Linked DNA regions of Mus musculus: region 1 is linked to region 2. A link is a contact called in public HiChIP or PLAC-seq data. All regions are on one chromosome and are shown on one strand. Each heading gives the region's core, a stretch centred on a gene start, on an enhancer-like site or on the middle of the called end of the contact. The rest is flanking DNA. Distances are from core to core; before and after follow the strand shown. Region 1 overlaps Nav2 (neuron navigator 2). Region 2 has its middle 34 kb from the start of 9130015G15Rik.

What was found. HiChIP or PLAC-seq counts read pairs in DNA pulled down with a chosen protein or histone mark.
Region 1: an HNF4G HiChIP or PLAC-seq map of pancreatic cancer cells shows a contact between it and region 2. The contact joins two enhancer-like sites. A contact is called at or near these places in 2 of 484 Hi-C or Micro-C datasets (cortical neurons and nephron progenitors) and 2 of 115 datasets of contacts at active chromatin or transcription factors (microglia and pancreatic cancer cells).

Annotation. Positions count from the first base shown.
Region 1 is chr7:49,395,954-49,399,426 of GRCm38.p6, reverse strand. Nav2 (neuron navigator 2) reads right to left here. Exons shown (of 39, transcript NM_175272.3): 4 at 1,272-1,344. Among named protein-coding and RNA genes, the nearest start is that of Gm51447, 41 kb to the left of the region's middle. Within about 2 kb of position 1,561, at least 111 of the 459 cell types and tissues checked have an H3K27ac peak or open chromatin away from gene starts, as enhancers often do. A contact at or near this core is called in pancreatic cancer cells, where this site is marked.
Region 2 is chr7:49,194,159-49,197,373 of GRCm38.p6, reverse strand. It overlaps a transcript of Nav2 not described here. Among named protein-coding and RNA genes, the nearest start is that of 9130015G15Rik, 34 kb to the right of the region's middle. Within about 2 kb of position 1,338, at least 40 of the 459 cell types and tissues checked have an H3K27ac peak or open chromatin away from gene starts, as enhancers often do. A contact at or near this core is called in pancreatic cancer cells, where this site is marked.

The sequences.
Region 1 (3,473 bases), core at 312-2,811, 200 kb before region 2:
AAACCCACAGATGAGACTCATAGCTAAGGCAAGGGCAACCTTCTAAGGATTTTTCTATAAGTCCTGAGATTAAGGTTGGCTAAGCTACCCCTGAGATTCATGGAACCGATAACCAGACCTGCCCAAGGAGAATTACAACCATTTTCTGACACATTCCGCATAGAGTCACACTATGGATGTAGAAGCCGTGGATGCCACCCACCTCCAACATGGAGGAGACAACAGTTCAGAAACACAGCCTGATAGATGACGCAAGCTTTCATCTCTTCGCAAAGACAAGGCATTAGCCCATGCAGGACCCATAAGGTCTGCTAACTTACCTACTCCATCTGTGGACTCCAGCTTACTGCTCTCTCAGCCCCACCCCAGCTTCCAGGGCCAACGCTCTTTTTACATCTTTTCAGAGCACACTCCTGCTATGCCAGGAGGAACAACTGCACTGCCCCGACTGCACTACCTGTTCCGGGGAAAACTGGAGGCAGGTGCAGCCTAATGAGCTGGGGAGATGCCTGGCCTATGGCAGCTTCAGAGCCGGCAGCTGCCTGTGTTTACAAACAGGGGGAGGGGGAAGGAAGGGGAGAGAGCAAGGGGGGGGGAGAGAGAGAGAGATTGAGAGAGATTGAGAGAGAGAGAGAGAGATTGAGAGATTCCAGGTGGAAGTGTTGCCTGAGGACTGAGGAGGTAGATAATTCTGGCCAGCGGGCTCCAAACTATTATCCCACCTAACAACACTCCACTAGCAGACACTGTTGATGCTAATTAGCCACCAAATCCAAGTTAATTAAAAGCTAATCGGGAGGCTAAAAGGTGGTAGTGTGTTCGCAAACCTCACTCTCTCTGTCTTCAAGAGCAAGGTGAGATGTCACCAGCAAGGACTAAGCAGTTCCCTTGGGCGCTGGATGGTTGGACTTGGTTCTGTGGTTGGATATTCTCTTTCCCACAGATAATGGCTGGTTGATAACCTGCTGCGCCACGGGACAGGGAATCAGTGTTGTTGAAGCAGGAACTTCTCTAACTGGAGCAGTGTGCTCCCATTCTCTTCCCCCACACCCTCTGTGGCATGCAGATGTGGCATGCACACAGGGCTGCATTCTTAGAGTGATCTGAGAACTGTGAGAAAGTTAGTAACGTCAACTGTGCTGGAAAGGGCACCCAGCCAGGACAGCCCACCGGCACCCCTGGTCAGGACTGCAGCAATTGACTGTTAGGTAACAGGTGGGCCTTAACAGGTGGGTATCACAAATGATGAAAAGGCGTGGGCCCTGACTCACCTTCTGCAGACAGCCCCTGGGTGTTGATTCCCTTAGCTGCCAGGAAATTCAAGCAGGCATCTATGTTTTCAATCTAGAGGGGAAAAACACAAGACACGTTTAATAACCATTCAGCTTTCTCCAGACCCACTCACGAGGAGCCAACAGCAAGCAGAATGCACTCGAATTGACCAATGAGATAGACGGGAGCGACGAGGTTAGGACTCTCAAAACGCTGTCTGTACTAGCGCAGGAAGCAGTTACTTAATATCCTAACCACACGGTGCCAAAAGTCGAGGCCTTGGACTGCTCACAGATGCCAAAAATAACCAGGGCGGAATGAGATCTCTCATCTTGATCAATGTCACCACAGTGTGATCCTCAAAGCCGGAGCAGTTGCCAGTAACACGGAGGTGGAGATGAAATTGATAGACCCACCCATCCTCCAGTTGCTGGGGGGAAATTTCCAGTCAGTAAAGAAGCAGGCAGTCAGATGTCCACATGGTGAGCGGCAGTTTCAGCAGGAACCAGGGTTTACCCACAAAATTCTCAGCCTGGCAGGAATTGCAGGTGACCACAGAGTCCCATGACCTCTGGGATGCCGCTGTCCTTTGTCCTCTCTGTGGCAAGGATAGAGCCACCAGCCGGAGTCTGGGAGGCTGCCCGTGTTTGCTAGTGTTGACACCAAGGCCAAGGGCAAATCGATGTCAGGCCTCGAACAAAAAAGCAATTAGGTCATTCCCAAAGGTCTGATTTGACTTCGGCTGTCAGGCCTAATTACTTTTTTTGTTTTAAAGGAGAATATTCTGGCTTGATGAATGTCTCTGGTGACCAAAAGTAAAAGAAACGGCTTTTAACTGGGCACAGCGACCTTTGGACATCACAGAATTTGCACTACACAGTGCCAGTTCCACCACTCCCATCCACAACTAATTCCTGTAATGGGATTTCCCAGACTCTCCAATGTTTATATGCACTCAACCCAGTATGTACGCCACGGAATTTATTCTAAATTAACAGAGGACTGCCTTTCACAATGAACATATTGTCCTTATCCCCACTCTCAGGCAATGTCTTGATGGCTCTAGCTGGCGAGAGTGTTTTAGTTTAATAGCTCCGAGCACAGCTTGGCTCTGGGCTGGTCCTCATGAATTTGATTCACCCTCCTCTATGAAGTAGACTTCATTCTGCCACTGACTTCTGGCATTCTCCCTTTCCACTCCAGCTTGTAGATCTGCTCCTACCTCCTGAGGCCTTGGGTTCCAGGAGGGTGTTAAAACATCGAACAAATTCCATGCTTTTATCATGGTCTCACTGGGAGGGTGGTCCCCACGGTGGTGGTGGCTCCCACTGTTTAACTCATTAAACAGGCCCCAGGCCACCTGACTGAAACTGTGCCATCTTAGAAGAGCCCACACAGCCTCCAGCTAGAAGTAACTCTCTGTAGGGAACCCCCTTTTTAATTTATTTGTTTATTATATGTGTATGAGTACACTGTAGCTGCCTTCAGACACACCAGAAGAGGACATTGAATCCCATTACAGATGGTTGTGAGTCACTATGTGGTTGCTGGGAATGAATTGAACTCAGGACCTCTGGAGGAACAGTCAGTGCTCTTAATTGCTGAGCCATCTCCCCAGCCCCACCTTTGTTAAAACCCGGGTTCCCACTCCTTCCAGCCCACCTTGAAGGTCCTCCCCAGGCTGCTTTATAATCATGAGACCACTAAGTGAGAGCACCTTAGAGGGAAATGAAAGTGGGGAGAAAGGAAGAGATCACTTCCTGAACCCTATCACATGGTGTGTGGAGGGTGACCTGCTCCCATTTGAAAATATAGTAAGAGTTAGATTTCCAAATACTGTTTTACCCTATTACAAAATCTTGCTTGTAAGAGAAAATATTAGTCATAAAAAGAGAACACTGTCTATGATGGTTTTGTTTCTATTTATACAGCAAAACACATAATAGAAGATTATGGGACCACAAAGAAGCACTGTTTTATAGACAAATACATGTAATATGTTTACACACACACACACACACACACACACACACACACACACTTATTTAAAGAGATGCTGTTATTATGTTGCCCCGTATAAACTTGAACCCCTCAAGAAAGCCTCCTGCCTCAATCTTTATTTATTTATTTATTTATTTAATTATTTGAGACAGGGTTTCTCTGTGTAGCCCCGGCTCTCCCGGAACTCACTTTGTAGACGA
Region 2 (3,215 bases), core at 89-2,588:
TTTAACAAAGAGCAACATTCTGACATGTGCTACAATACGGATGAACCTCAAAAACTCGATGTGAAGTGGAATAAGCCAGACAAGAAGGGAGAAACCATGTATGATTCCCCATGGGCACCTAAAGTAGTCAAAGTTACAGAGACATGGAGCAGAAGTTCGTTGTCAGAGGCTAGAGGTAGGAGACATGGCAAGGTGTTTACTGGGTAAAGGTTCAGTTCCGGAAATGAAGGCCTTTTAGAGATGGACAGTTGGTGATACTATACAAGGAAGTGAGTGTAACTAACACCATCCAACAGTTATCCCACGTGGTAAGACAGTGAATGCCATGCTGTTTATATTTTACCAAAATTAAAAGATTGGAACTATACAAAAGCTACATCTTTCTCCAATGCTAAGAACATTTGCATGGGTAAGATGGCTCACTGGTAAAGGTGCATGCCCCCATCCATGTGCATATGTGCATGCATACACACAGACACACAGACGCACACACACTACAGACACCTTCCCTATGACAGCTGCTCCTCTAGTTAGAGGGACAACTCCCCATGAGCTACTGACCACTCATGCTCACAGGAGAATCTCATGGAGTAACACATGCAGGTGGCTCAGCTACTCTACTCAAGATGGCCTTGGTAAAGAATGACAGTCTACCTACCTGGGAGACAAATTTCTGGGCATTTCTGAGAGGAATTATCTAGATTGAGAGACGGGAAGATCCATATTAAATATAAGTGGGGCCATTCCAGAGGCTGGGGTGGTCCAGGATTGAACACAAAGGGAGCTGTGTACATCATCCATGGCTGTCTGCTTCCCAACTGCACACCTAGTGTGTGACCTGCCAGCCCCCAACTCCTGCCTCCATGTCTTCCTCACCATGGGGGAATGTATCAAACTGTAAGCCAGAATAAACCATGCCTTCCTCAAGTTGCTTGTCAGAGATTTTGTAGCAGTTATGGGAAAAAAATAACTAATACAAACATTTTAAGTTTATGGTAGAACACAGATTAGCCTGTCTCCTTTGTAGTTCCTTTTGTGTCAGTTTCTAGGTTAGTGGGTCATGGAGTTGGAGAACAAGGAACACCGAGTTGAGGCAGAAGTTGGAGGACACTGAGTTAGAGCTGACTTCTGTTAAGATCTGCAGCCTTCCCTCCTTCCCTCCCCTCATGCTTACCTCCCCCACCCTGCTCCCAGGGCCCCACAGACCTCTGATCTCACACGACTTTATAACACTGTGGGGCACTGCTGTCCCTCCATGCTGACTTGCTCCCCCCAGGGACTCCTCATCTTGATTCCACTCAGTGTTATGTTTGGGAGTCTGTGATTCACAGAGCCCAGGCTAGGAAGCAGTGAGTGATAGTGGTGACTCATCTCTAGCCATTCCAGTAAAAAGAGCAGACAGTACAGGTGTCCAGGCCCTGCCTCCAGGGAAAGCCAGCCCCACCGGGGAGCCCTGAGATGGGCTGGTGAGGTCAGTACAGAGCTAGCCTGTTTCATCGGCTGGCCCTGGGGCTTGTGTGGCCACCTCCGTGCTGCCTAACCTGGTATTTGCTGTAGCTGGGAACCTGTGTTTACATTGAGCAGCTTTGCCTGCCAAGTTCACGCTGGGGAAGGGAATGCAAACACTTTGAGAGAAGGTTCCTCCCCGGGGTCCTGCTCTGCAGAACATTTTCTTTCCAAACAAGGGCCATTGGCCTTGAGAGTCTTTATCCCTTAATGGTGGGGTGGAAACCTACTAATAGACTCCTATTAAGAGCGCACGCTTCCTCTGTGTAACACCTACTGTACTCAGGTGTGACTCCAAGCCTTTACACAGAGTCCCTTGTGAAAAACCCCACAAATAGCCCTATGAATCTGTTGTGATCTCCATTTTATTGTTGGGGAAACTGAGGCCCTGAAGGGTTGAGTCATTTGCCCAGGGCTAAAATGGTAGTAAATAGAGGCTCTGGGTTTGAACTAAGGAGATGGAGTTTGAACCTCTCTCTTATCTTCCACATCTCAGATCCCGAGTAGAACTAACCCATCCTAGGCGGCGCTATCGATCCATCAGCATGCTCTGGCTTTTCTGCTTCCTGCATCCATTTCCCATGGGCCTTGGTACCACACAGGTTGTTCTTACTGATCCTTCTTACCCGAGCTCCCGACATGCCCATGATTGTGCCCTGACCACTCTCCTCCCAACCTGCCTTCCCTCCACAAGTCAAAATCACCTTCAGCTATCAGAAGTCACAGGACTCACCCACCCACCACACTATGGACTCCCAGAGTTTCCCCACTGTGACAGTTCCCCTCTCACAGCCAGCAAGGCCCCATATTGTCTGGCCACAGCCCTGGCCCCTGCTCTGTTTTCCCTTGACTAGTAGCACACTTTGCTCTGGACTCCAGCATCTGCCCACTTTCTTGCCAGCACACATTCTTCCACCGGGGAAGATCTTGCTCACTTCTTATCCCAGAGAGCTCTGGTTTAAATATCCAACTCTGAAACTGGGTACAGAGGCATGTACCTGCAGTCTCAGGGCCTAGGCGCCTGAGGCAGGAGGATCTTGAGTTTGAGGCCAGTCTAGGTTTCACAGTGAGTTCTATACTATTTTAGGCTACATAGTAAGACATTGTCTCAAAAGCAAAACAAGCCAGGCATACTCTTCATAGACAACTTCTCTGACTCATCATGCCATCTGATGATCCTGTGTCCTCCACAGCATTAAAGTTTAAGATGGTGTGTGACTATATGTATATATGTATAAATGTACATACATACACACACACACACACACACACACACACACACACACATATATAAAATCATGGATATCCTGCAACTTTGTATGTATAGATGAGGCTGGCCTTGCCTCAAATTCAGAAAGCTCTGCCTCTCCTTGCCTCCCAAGTGCTAGGATCAAAGGCACATGCCATCATGGCTAGTACACATTCTATACTTTCATTTCTCATTATCCATCTTCCCCGCAGGACTAGAAGAGTCAGAAAGTCAGAAGTACATCCATTTACTTCAATAAAGGCTGAAGCTATGAGGGTGGTGCATAGCTGAGCTAGAACCACAGCCCATCTAGCTGCTTTTGGTCTCCCCAGCACAGGAGTGTTCCTCATTCCCAGATGTATCACCTTCCTCTCATTCCAGATGGACACCCCTGATCCTAATGTCAGTTCAAATCTGATCATTGCTGACTGACACATTACCTCTCTACAGATTTCCATGA